2 separate regions of the Mus musculus genome follow, and region 2 is linked to region 1. The links are chromatin contacts, called in public Hi-C maps. All regions are on one chromosome and are shown on one strand. The core of a region is the stretch at or near the end of the contact, and the rest is flanking DNA. Distances in the headings are between cores, read along the strand shown. Region 1 has its middle 19 kb from the start of AV064505. Region 2 overlaps Tmem123 (transmembrane protein 123).

Region 1 (6,343 bases), core at 1,517-4,016:
GAGTTGGTTTTCTCCTTCAGTTGCAGGAATGGGACTCAGGTTGTTGGGCTTGGTGACAAGCACCTTTACTTGCTGAGCCATCTCTCTGGACCTCCCTCCAAATTTAATACGGGGAAGGTCTGAACAAATCTTACATTCAGCAAGTCTTGGTAGAAGGTAGTGTGCTTTGCCTCCCTCTGCCGATGTGGGAGAGCGCCTGAATGCTCCCGATTCTCTGAAAGATAAGATAATGGATAAAACCTGCTCTTTGAGTTTTCACTTTGTTGTAGCTAAATGTGTCCTAAAAATATCAACGGTAAATTCTGGAAAGAAAGAATGTCTAAGTTCAATGACTTATTACAACATTTTGTTACAATCTTTCTAATTTAGGAATTACTGCACTTTAAAAAATAATTTTAATAATGCATCTCTCTCTCTCTCTCTCTCTCTCTCTCTCTCTCTCTCTGTGTGTGTGTGTGTGTGTGTGTGTGTAAATCTGTGGATTCCATAAGAGTCAGATCTCCTTGGAGTGGAGTTTTAGGCAATTGTAAGCCTCTGATGTGGGTGTTCAGAATCCAACTTGCCTCTTTGCAAAAGCTATATGTGCTCTTAACTGTCAAGCTATCTATCTCTTTAACCCTAACTTCTTCATTTTTAAAAAATGGTTCTGAGGATCAAATATAGGACTTCAAACACTCTGGAAGCCAGTTTGTCTATGCAGTCATACCCTCAGTCTGTTACTATCTTACTGAGGCTAGCTTTCAGACTTAATGGTACTGTGGCTGTGTGTGAGTGTGAGTGTGAGTGTGTGTGTGTGTGTGAGTGTGTGAGTGAGTGTGTGTGTGTGTGAGTGTGTGTGTGTGAGTGTGTGTGAGTGTTTGTGAGTGTGTGTGTGTGTGAGAGTGTGTGTGTGTGTGTGAGTGTGTGTGTGTGAGTGTGTGTGTGTGAGAGAGTGTGTGTGTGTGTGAGTGTGTGTGTGTGTGAGAGTGTGTGTGTGTGTGTGTGTGTGTGTGAGTGTGTGTGTGTGTGAGAGAGTGTGTGTGTGAGTGTGTGTGTGTGTGAAAACATGGTTATATTAAGGTTTAATGTTACCTGCAGCTTTAGCTGTCCCCAAAGGGTAAGGGGGGAAGACAAATGTGATCTCTTTTAAAACACGATTTATTCGGTGTGTATATATGTTAGTGTGGACATGCATGCAGAAATCAGAGGATGCCTTTCCATACTTGACTAACATTCCTCCTGTCTACCCTTCATGTCTTGCCATGGAAGGGCTGGGTTACAGACATGCTCCTCTACATTAGGCTTCTCATGAGAATTCTCAGGCTGACACTCAGGCACGCACTTTTTACACATGTTCCTCATTCATATGTGATCTTAACACAGACATAAAATTCTTTTTGGGACTCTGGATCTAGTAGGCTGTAAATGGGGATTCCCTATTGGGCAGTGTTGCCCACACAAGAATCCCACAACAATAGTTCATATTCTAAACCTGCGTTTCTGACCTTCTCTCTGATTCTGTGAACATTTACTAAGAAATGGTATATTTTCTAAGAAATTTCACTTCTTCCTTAGGTTAAAAGATGTTACTGTGTTTTGCTATCAAGAAATTTGAACTGAGAGAATTGGGTATGTTGGTGAAATTTTTGTCTAGCATGTTGCATCTCCAGTACCTTGTCAACCATGTATGGTGATAACAGAACCCAGGAAGTTGAGAAAGAGGGATTCAAGGTCCTTGTTTCACAATGAGTTTGAGGCCAGCCTGGGCTATACAAGACACTGCTTCAATACACATCAGACATTCCACACTCCAAACTTGTCTCTTGCCACCATCAATGCCTGGGATGGTGAGTCTTTTTTCATCACCAGGCCTAAACTGAATAATTCTTGTGCAGATGACTTGGCAAAGGACACTCCAGATTTATAAGACTACTGTAAACCAGGTGTGCTGGTTCACATCTTTAATTCCAACAGGCAGAGGTAGGCAGATCTCTGTGAGTTTAAGGCTAACTTGACCTACAGAGTCAGTTCCAGGTCAGCCAAGGATATACAGTGAGACCCTCTATGAACAAACAAAAACAATCAAACAAGACTCGCATTCTCTGTGGGAGAATCAACCTTAGGACTTGCACTTCTAGCTGCACTGTTTCTTTAACACATAACTCACTGGCCTTTATTATTACCCCCCACCGACTCCCTTTTATACTGGGAATCAAACCCATGACCTCATATTATAGGCAAATACTTTACCATCAAGTTACAGTCACAGCTGTTCCTAAAATTCTTTTCCTGTGGGAGATGTAAACAATATCCCACCCCCCCCCCCCCCTTCCTGAGGACCAATAGGCTGGCGTGTGAGTCCACTAAAGTTCATTTGGGGAACCCTACAGACCCATGAGAGCGGTGCAGGTAGGAGCTCTGGTGGCCTACACAGCTCTGGTGGACTGTCTCTCTCCAGCATGGAGGATGACACCCCATGTTGAGGCAGAGGGAGTCCTCTACCCAGAGCTTCCTTTCCTGTATACTATTCCTCCTCCACACTGGGGCCATGTGCACACAACTAGTAGGGAGGGGTGAACAGGTAAGGGTCCCATGGCACTTTCCATCTCCTCCTTCTACAAGGGCACTGTCAGCAGTCAGCACAGCTGTGATGGTTGCCCTGTAAGAGGCTCACCTGGACTCCTGAAGATACTGGCAGTTTCTCTGGGAGAATAGTCCTACACAACAGCAGTCAATAATTCCTTGTTTTTTCCTCACCGATGAAAGCTTCAGAAGGCAGCAGCAGACCACAGCTGACCCTTAGGAGGAAGTGGGCCAGAGGGCCTGTCTCCTTTGTCCTTATGCTCACTAGGAAATAGAAGAGTTGCTCTTTCACAGGCTTCAAATGATCAGCAAATATGTGGTCGGGGGTCACTTCTCATGACACCTTCTGCATTTGTAGAAAAATAAAAAAATGTGCCAACAACAAAATTGCTCTACCTCCCTTCACAAGGGCTGTAGTTTGGGGACTGACTCATTAGAACGTCTCATCAGTACCAAATCCCTGTCCTTTTTGGTCATTGAGAGTTGGGCTACTATGACAAATGAGGGTAGAAACTAGGAGGCACCAGGTGGGGTCTGTCTGGCATGTTTGTTGTAGTTAGTATGCTTTTGGTTAGAATTGGTTTAAATGGCAGGTGTTTTCATAAGTGGAAGGGTGACCCCGTGTGGCTATTTAGAGTATCACTCTGAATTTTTTGGCTCTTCTGGCTTCAAACTAATTGGTTGACCACCTTTATGTATGTATGTATGTATGTATGCATGTATGTATGTATGCATGTATGTATGCATGCATGCATGCATGTATGTATGTATGTATGTATGTATGTATTTATTTATATTCTGAATGTGTCTTTTGCTTCTTTTACATCAGAGTATGGCAGGAATGGTGCTGTATGAAGGCAAAGGCACATCTGAAGAGATATTCAGATTAAGTCCTGGATGCTGGGAGAGATGGTCCAGGGGTTAGAGCACCTTTGTTCAATTCCTAGCACTTACATGCTGGCTCATAACCATCTCTAACTTCAGTTTCATGTGATCTGATGCTCTCTATCTCCATGGATACCAGATACACACATAGTGCATATAAGTACATTCAGGGAAAACATTCAAACATATTAAGAAGAAAAACAAAAGGCCTGCATGCCAGAGACACTATGGTTGGGTTGATAGTCCCAGCTGCACCCAGCTTTGTAGTCTCAATTCTTGCACAACAGATACATAAGTGAGGTTTGCAAATCTTCCAAACCCATCTACGTCACTCTACAGCTGGGTCACACAGGAGCCCCTAAGTCTCAGAATCTTGGGAACTAATACATGGTTGTTCTTGGGTGGGACTCATGCTTGAGGGTCATTTTCATACAAGAATAGAAAACTGGACAATCCTGGTGTCAGCTGGTCTTCTAAAGAGGACACCAAGATAGGATTACACATGCAATGGATCTTGGGGGAGGGCTAGCTGGATGGCACAGGGATAAAGATGCTTGCCACCAAGACTGGTGGCCTGAGTTTGATTCCCCAGGATTCTCTCTACTTACTGTTTCCCCCTCTTCAGAGGTGTTTTCCCCCAAATCTCTTCAAAATTTGCATTACTTTTTATTTGTGTGTGTGTGTCTTGGTGCCACGTTCTTACACCCACCAACCACATTTTATGATTAATTGGTCATCAAATTTTGAAAAGGGAAGGATCACTTGTTCTACTTTATAAAATGAAGAAATTATCACAAAGGATAGGCACTGGCGATGTAGCTCAGTGGTAACGTGCTTGCCTAGCATGCTTCGGGTCCTTGGGTCAACCTGGCACTGGGGGAAAAAGAGTAAGCAAAGCTTGAGTGTGCAAATCTGAAACTTTAGCACGGAGGCAGGAAGATTATGAGTTTTGGGCCAGCATGGATTACCTAATGAATTTGAGATCAGTCTAGAATACATAGTAAGACCTTATCTCAAAAAGTAACATAAGGCGTGGTGAGAAGGCTCAGCAGTTAGGAGCGCTGACTGCTCTGCCAGAGGTTCTGAGTTCAAATCCCACAACCACGCGGTGGCTCACAGCATCTGTAATGGGATCTGATGCTCTCTTCTGGTGTGTGCCTGAAGACAGCTGCAGTGTACTCATATAAATAAACAAATCTTTTAAAAAAGTAACATAATACAATAAAGTAAAACAAAAAAAGGGGTGGCCCAAATTGAAGGAAAAATTGAGGAATTCTAGGGTTTCCTTAGACGGTAGGATGTGAGCAGTATTTAAACAGAAGTTTCCGCATAATTGTTTTTTTTTCTGTTAATATATGTTACTTATGCATTAATAACAGCACCAGCAGGGCAGCTGTGCTTAGTGTCACGCTGGGCACAGAAGGAGCAATGGACTCTCTGTGCCTCACTCAGTCACTTGATCTGGTCCTTGTCACATATCTGTGGGCTCTACTTTTCTGAAAGGCAATAGTGGTACATGAAGCTAATGAGGAGGCACAAATGGCAGTGACAAACCTGAAGGGGCCATGTCGGGTCACCTAGGAGACACTGCTCTGGAAACATTTGTGAAGCCATTTCTAGAGAAGTTTAACTAAGTGGAGAAGACCCACCCTCAAAGTGGCAGCATCTTCCAATGGGTAGCTCAGATGCAAAGAGTTCCAAGGAAAGAGCTTATGTGCTGATCCACCTTCTCCGCCACTTCCTGAGTGAGTGTGTCCACCCCTGCCATCCTTGCCTGACAGGAGACTCCAGTTTCTTTGGTCTTCCAACTTAGACTACACAGCAATGACTCCAGGAATCTGTTAAGCCTTCAGCATTGGACAGGGACAGCAGAGACAGGGAGCATCAGAGGCTCCCAAGTATGCGGAAATACCCGCCCCTATTGGTTTTGTTGCTCCAGAGCACCCTGCCCAATGTGGACTTTTCTTTTACAGGAGAAATTATGGTTTTTCAGTTCTGGAATAGGCAAAAGGGAATTTATTGGAGAGACACTGACATATTCTATGATGTCCAAAAATCACTGACAGCCAAACCTCATGGACTGTCCCAGTACAAGTTCACCACCAACAAAACTCACTGCAGAGTTCCCAATCCCTAAGGATGTCATTTCACTGTGGTACATTTTTCTGGTTTATGTGCTCTGAGATTTCTTTGTTTGGAATCATACTCTGAAGGCTTAAACAGTGTCTGGAGCATGTAAAATAATACTTATTGAATAAATGAGCAAAAATTTATATTCTCCAGATGAACATGAGGCTGGTGATGCCTGGGTCAGGCGTCTGCTCTTTTTTCAAGTGACTATAGTTGGTAGTAGGGTAGGACACACTTGGCCACCAATGTCAGCTAAAAGTCAGGAGTACTTCTCAGAGAAAACAGACTTGAGAAGAAAGTGTTGGTGACACAAAAGTGTGTTACTTCTCTTTGCCCATAAAAGGCTGATAGGCAATTGGCTCTTCTAGAGAACTGACTTTTAAGACAATGGGAGTTCACTGTGTCAAGTGTAGCGGTGAATCAGTTAAACCACTTTTGCTCCCACGCTGCACCCATCCAAGAGCTCTCTAGATTTGCAAATGAAAGACACACACACTGGGCAGGGCAGTGGTGGTGCACGCCTTTAATCCCAGCACTTGGGAGGCAGAGGCAGGTGGATGCTGGTGCTGAAGAATCAGCTGTGATTAACAAGGTACCAGAACTACTAAAGCGAAAACTTTGCATTACTGGGACTATTGATGTTGGTTACCTGGAGCTAAGAAATTGGCGGTGATTAAGAAGAGACCAAGATCATTGAGGTGACATCTTCTGGGAAGTGTTTTCTGAGAGTACAAAGAGGCTATGTTTCAGACATAGCCAAAGTTGT
Region 2 (6,343 bases), core at 2,715-5,214, 66 kb before region 1:
TATGCAGATGGTCCTGTCACTCAGTTACAAAAGATTTAGGCCTAAACACAGAACAGGCATGTGCAACCCTGCAGCTGCCACAAAAGAATGTGGTCATCCACAAGCTTAAAGCAAGCCCACAACAAAGAGTCGGTCAGCAAAACAGTGTCTGCTCAAATGTCAGCAATGAAGCCCCTGGAGGCAACAACTGCACTGAACCAAACCAGCAGATGGTTTCAGCTCACTGTGGAAAGGTACCACAGCTTTTGTTTTTGTTTTTTGGAGTCAGTGTCTTGTTACATAGTTAAGGCTGACTTGGAACTTGCTGTGTAGCTCAGACTGACCTTAAACTCAGAATCGTCTTGCTTCAGTCTCCTGAATACTGAGATTACAGGGAAAGGTCTCTATGTCCAGCCAGGTTAATGGCCTATGCGTGTAACCAGCCTTCACGAGGAGGAGGATTGCCAACAGTCTGAAACTACCCTTTACATGGTATAGTGTGTTTCAGGTCACTACACGGTGTAAAGGGTAGCCCCAGACTACTGCATAAGCCATCTGGCCTGGCTCTAGCACTAGAAAATTTAATACTTAATGTCCAACATTTTCTTTGAAAGACAAATTGGGCTAAACAGAGAAACCCTGTCTCGAAAAACAAAACAAAACAAAAACAAAAAAAAAGAAAGACAAATGGAAAATGAAACCTTGCAACAGTGAAATACACACATGCTTATTGTTCTCCAGGAATACTGCATTTTAGACAGCAGCAGCTACTGTGAGCCAGAGGCCATGCCAGGTGTTCATGTTTTCGCTGTATGATTCCTGTCACAGCCTCAGAGGAGTGACAGCGAGAGAACTGAGCTAACCCTCATGGTTCCTCCAAGCCTGCTGCGCCTGCCGCAGCTGCACTATCTGTTCAACAGCGAACGCCCAGCGGATGCCACGTTGTCCTGTGAAGTGCTCACCCAGACACTGACTTCCCACTGACAATGTTCCAGACACCACAGGCAGCAGGAACAAATACGTGTGCATACTTAGTCACAAATACCTGAGGTAGAAAAGCACAGGTTTAAAATCAGAGTCTCGCAACTTTGATTGCTGTTGTTTTTCTGGTGGAGGTGGAACCTGCCAGCTGGCTGTAGCCACAGCCCCTTCCCACCTCCCAATATTGACGCATACAAAGAATAACCCCCTCCACCCGCCCAAGTGCGAGCATATTCTCACAACTGCTTCCATCTCAGAAGCCACTGTCCTAAACTGAGGCCTTCATTACACTACTTTACTTGATAATGTTTCTATAATGCCAGCAACAGAAACACCTGTGTTCGCCTCAGTCTGTGTGTTAGTTTTCTGTCAGCTTGACACAAGCTAAAATGGCATCTGTGAGGAGGGAGCCGTAACTGGGAAAACGCCTCCAAAAGATCAGGCTGTTGGTAAGCCTGTAGGGCATTTTCTTAATTAGTGACTGGTGGGGGAGAACCCAGCCCATTGCTGGTAGTTCTGGGTTCTATAAAAAAGCAGGCTGAGCAAGCCAGGAGGAGCAAGCCAGTGAGCAGCACCCTTCTGTGCTCCTGCTTCTAGGTCCTGTCCTGTTTGAGTTCCTGTCCTGACTTCCAATGATGGACTGCAGTGTGGAAGTGGAAACCAAATAAACCCTTTCTTCCCCAAGTTACTTTGTTCATGGTGTTTTATCACAGAAATATCAACCCTAACTAAGACAGTGCTGCCAATAACCCCCTCCACCCGCCCAAGTGCGAGCATATTCTCACAACTGCTTCCATCTCAGAAGCCACTGTCCTAAACTGAGGCCTTCATTACACTACTTCACTTGATAATGTTTCTATGACATATAATACTACTCTCTGTGGCTTAAATTTTAGGTAACTACTCCATGACAGTATGTTTTCTGACATCTGCTCTTTGCACTAAACACAACTGGTTTCTTAAAGTATTCAAACCTTTTTTTTTTTTTCCTAAGAGCTGTACTGTTACATAGGTTTGTTATATAATCAGGTATTTTTCTTATTCCCCATGGTCCTTAGAATCTAACAACTACTGAGTCCAAAATCCCACATCTAGGAGTCTAGTCAATTATAGCTCAAGCTGCTAATGATGCATATGTAAGATCACTGCAGAACTACTTAGAAGAATATAATACGCACTATGGGGTTTGGCTAAGGAACTATCTGGATTTATACCACCTATATATAATGAAATAGTACAAAATAGGAAACATTTAAAATTAGCAATATGGCTCAGTGGGCATAGGTGCTTGCTGTCAAGTTTGATGACCTGGGTTTAATCTTCGAAACTCACATGGTACAAGGCGAGAACAGGGTCCTGCAGGTTGTCCTCTGAACTCCACACATGCACAGTGTGTGATATATCCCTATCCCCACACTATACCCTCAAATTCTTTGCTATGTTTCCTTCCAAAAGGTGAGGGATTTTTGTTGTTGTTTTGTTATAAACATCCCTTGTCTCGAGATTATCTTCTAAGAAAGAGAATATGGTACAAGCCATGCCTCTGAGGCTAGCTTCCACAGCTCCCTCCAGAAGCAGGCTGTTGGGGACACTTACTACTTACCTTTCCCGTATAAGCTGGCCATGTCAGTCACCCGAGAGGGGACTCCTACTTGGTCACACCTATATAATCACTGCCAACATTGAACTGGCCCTACTGGAGTTACTAATTCCTGATATATATGGATGCCACATAATGGGATATTTTTAAACAACCACGCTCAGAGCTCTGAACTTGCAGTTATATTAGAGACAAAGCCAATAACATGGCATGTCTCTCTGTTATTCACTCCAGTGAACACTGGCTGTATCTAGGAGTTACTGGAAGGAATGGGAGGAGGCCAAGATCCTTTCGAGTTTTTACTTTAGATGCTAAAGCATCACTTCAGAGAATAAATGCATACATTACTAATGTCCACAATTGTCCAAAGGCCTAGAAAGATTTTAAACAAGACACACTCTGCAAGGAGCAGGGGAGCCCTGTCTGAATGGCACAGCCAAGTCTAAGACCTTATAGCCTCAGAGTCAGAGGGATGGCAAAGCCTTTCTTGGACCCAAGTGTTGACAGTGTGTGCAGAAAATGTCCACCAGAGCTCCCCCCCCCCTTCCCCATATTTACAGCCTGAAGAGTGTTCCCCTACAGAGACTACAGTTACTGAGACTGTCCAGTGATATGCAACGACCCATCCCTCTATTCAATAGCTCTATATAATAAACACACAGAGCCTCCAGGGCTGCAGTGTCTCCACTGAGTGCCCAGACCACCTGACCCCAGTTTTCTCTCCTCCTGGCTTATGTATTCCTAAAACAACTGAATCTCTACTCTTGTAAAAGAAAAGTACAAAATATTTTAACTTTAGACACATTGTGAGCAAGCTCTATTATGTGGTTTCCTGGCTGAGTACTGATTATAAGAGGCAAATTGAGGGTGGAGTGGGCAATCAGAGGAGGCATAATCCTGGTACAAAGACAGATGACTAACAGACAGACAGCTAACTTAAGCTATTTGAAGCTATTAGACAATGGGAACAGAGACCCCTACAGATGTCTGTGACTGAGGGATGTCTTAGGAAGCACTGTACATGCATGCAGAGCTCACCTTCTGTGACCCTGGGCAGGGCTGTTACTGTCATCCTAGAGAATGGAAATCAATGTGGAACAGGACACAGAAGACTCTGGATTCCTTTCCTGAGAATTCAAATTTCATTTTTGGAAACACTACTGCTTTCCAGACTTCATACCAGTCGATGAGGTTCACCTGGACATCCTACCTAACACCAGGAAGCCTGCTTAGAAACACAGCATTCTAAGGCAAAGGACATGTTCATCATCAGTGTTGAGAAACACCGAGAAGGCAGAACATCCATCTTTGTAAAACTCTACAAGAGGAAATGAAGTCCTGGTTGTATCAGTTTTCATGGTCAAGAACAGCAGGGCATACCACATCCTTATCAGTCAGCCACATGAAAGCCTCCAAGGGCCAGGCGCATTAGAAATAGACTGAGCAACAACAATATGAACTAACCAGTACCCCCGGAGCTCGTGTCTCTAGCTGCATATGTAGCAGAAGATGGCCTAGTTGACCATCATTGGGAAGAGAGGCCTCTAGGTCTAGCAAACTTTATATGCCCCAGTTCAGGGGAACGCCAGGGCCAAGAAGTGGGAGTGGGTGGGTAGGGGAGCAGGGCGGGGGGAGGGTATAGGGGACTTTTGGGAAAACATTTAAAATGTAAATGAAGAAAATATCTAATAAAAAATAGAATAAAAAATAGACTGAGCTCTGTCCTGGCACATTTTCTGTGTAGCTTTTCCTGCCATAAAGTAACCTCTGTGGTTACTGCATTGGATTGGATGCAAGACCACTTGTGCCACGCCTGGCAGCACCATGCAGTGCGGGCTCTACCACTCACACTGTGAACACACAGGGAAGATCAGCTTGGCCCTGGGGAGCACTCAGGCTTGCTTCCCCTCAGCTGAGCTCTAATCTTCAAAAGACTTGTGTCACTTCCCTCCTACCTTGCCACACCTCCTGTCAGGCCTGTTCAAGGACTATTTCCTCTAAGATTTTCTTCAAAGAATTTGAAAGAGACATATTTTATATGAATATATGGTTTGTATTTTTTGTTTTGTCTTGTTTTTGAGACTGGGTTTCTCTGGTTGTACTGGAACTTGCTCTGTAGACCAGGCTGGCCTCAAACTCACAGAGATCCACCTGCTTCTATCCCCTCCCCCCACAAGTGCTGGGATTAGAGTGTTATCAATATGTTTTTTTTTTGCACGTATGTAATTGCACCATGTGCGTGCTTGGTGCCCACAGAAGTTTGAAGGGGGCGTTGGATGAATGGTTGTGAGCCACTATGCAGGTGCTGAAATCTAACCTGGGGCCTTGGTAAGAACAAGCACTCTTAACTGCGGAGCCATCTCTCCAGCTGCAAGGTAGGACTCTGAGGAGAGGGCCCTGTCCCCATTTCTAGGAGTCTTGTAGATTCCATTGCACTAGGTTTTCACCTCACCCTCAACATGGCCCCAGTGCCAGATGCTTCTCCCAGTATTTGCTCCTCCCTGACCTGAGGATAACCTGTATCTGCATTACCACATTTATGCTTGTCCATTATTACAGTTTTCCTTCTTCCTACCTTCCACCTCACCTGAGGCATCCTAGCAGTTTTTATCTATGTCCAATTACGTCTCTGTGCCTTTATGGACCTGAAAAATTTCCTATGTCATTTGGGATACAAATGAACCTCTGTTGCCACCAACAAAAGAATATCCAGTTCAACAGCAGAACTGCCAGCAAACATCACTAAGGCAGCTGGCGATTTGTAGCTTTAAGACTCTTAAGTAGCCATGGTGCCCTAACTCCAACCTTGACTTTTCCACTCCTGCATGCTGGACTCCATCCTAACAAGGATGCTAGTAGGTTCAGAGTACCTGCGCGTGTCAGCTGCTGCTCCAGGCATTTGCCTGTACTAATTCTGATCCTTGTAACCCCAAGAAGCAGTACTAGAAGGAAACTGAGGCACAGACCCTAACGCTGTACAGTAACTTCCCTCCTCCTAAGTACACAGTAAAGTGCCACTCCCTGGGGGAGGTCTTGCTTAGCAGTGTGAGGCCTGGCTTCCATCTTCACCATGTGTAGGAGGCAAGGGGGCAAAGCCAGGAACAGACAGTAAAAGTCTAAGAGCTACAGGATCCAAAGGGAATTTATTAATCCCAAACACTGTCTGCACCTTACAGTCAAGTCAGGCGCTCTGCCTGCGTGAACTTCAGGCCCTCCCTGTGGTCAGAACCTCCTCTCATGCATATGGGTGCTCACCGCTCAGAAGCACAGGAGGTTTCCACCACCTACACTTGTAGTGACCTGAATGAGAAACGTCCCCCACAGGCCTTTGTTCTGGAACACTTGGTCCCCAGCTGGTAGCACTTCAGGACAGAGCCTCGATGAAAGAAGTAAGTCACTAGGACAGGCTGTGTCCCATTTCTTGTCCCCCGTACTTCCTGTGTGCAGATGAAATAGGACCCGCCTGTTTCCTGACTGCTGGGCCAGCTCCATGCTCCTGCAGCTCTGCACCCCCTAACCTTCAAGCCAGAATAAACCCTTTCTCCCTTAGCTGCAGTTGCTGAGACACTGCATCACAGTGACTGAAAGGAGCTGATACAACCCTCTATGAGCAACTTCAGCATCAAGTGTCAAAGTCCAGCAAAGCTTTCAGGTTCACAGACATTGGCTGAGCTCTGTCTCTCCTTGCCTCAGGGTAACTAGCAGACTTCCAAAGCATACATGGTAAGATATTTTAAAAACAAATGTCTGGGGACAAACCTCAGGGGCAGAACACCTGGGCTG

Evidence for each region. Hi-C and Micro-C count contacts between places; a contact is called where the count stands out from the background.
Region 2: a contact with region 1 is called in a Hi-C map of B cells, with 2.2 times the contacts expected there. The contact joins two enhancer-like sites. A contact is called at or near these places in 2 of 15 datasets of contacts at CTCF or cohesin (the G1E-ER4 cell line and large pre-B cells), 16 of 484 Hi-C or Micro-C datasets (B cells, CD4 T cells, the G1E-ER4 cell line and 5 more) and 7 of 115 datasets of contacts at active chromatin or transcription factors (bone marrow-derived dendritic cells, double positive thymocytes, embryonic stem cells and 2 more).

Annotation. Positions count from the first base shown.
Region 1 is chr9:7,711,079-7,717,421 of GRCm38.p6, reverse strand. No RefSeq gene overlaps it. Among named protein-coding and RNA genes, the nearest start is that of AV064505, 19 kb to the right of the region's middle. Within about 2 kb of position 2,766, at least 10 of the 459 cell types and tissues checked have an H3K27ac peak or open chromatin away from gene starts, as enhancers often do. A contact at or near this core is called in B cells, where this site is marked.
Region 2 is chr9:7,778,557-7,784,899 of GRCm38.p6, reverse strand. All of the region lies in intron 2 of Tmem123 (transmembrane protein 123), which reads right to left. It overlaps Mir5618 (microRNA 5618), which reads right to left and starts at 510; the gene lies at 460-510. Within about 2 kb of position 3,964, at least 74 of the 459 cell types and tissues checked have an H3K27ac peak or open chromatin away from gene starts, as enhancers often do. A contact at or near this core is called in B cells, where this site is marked.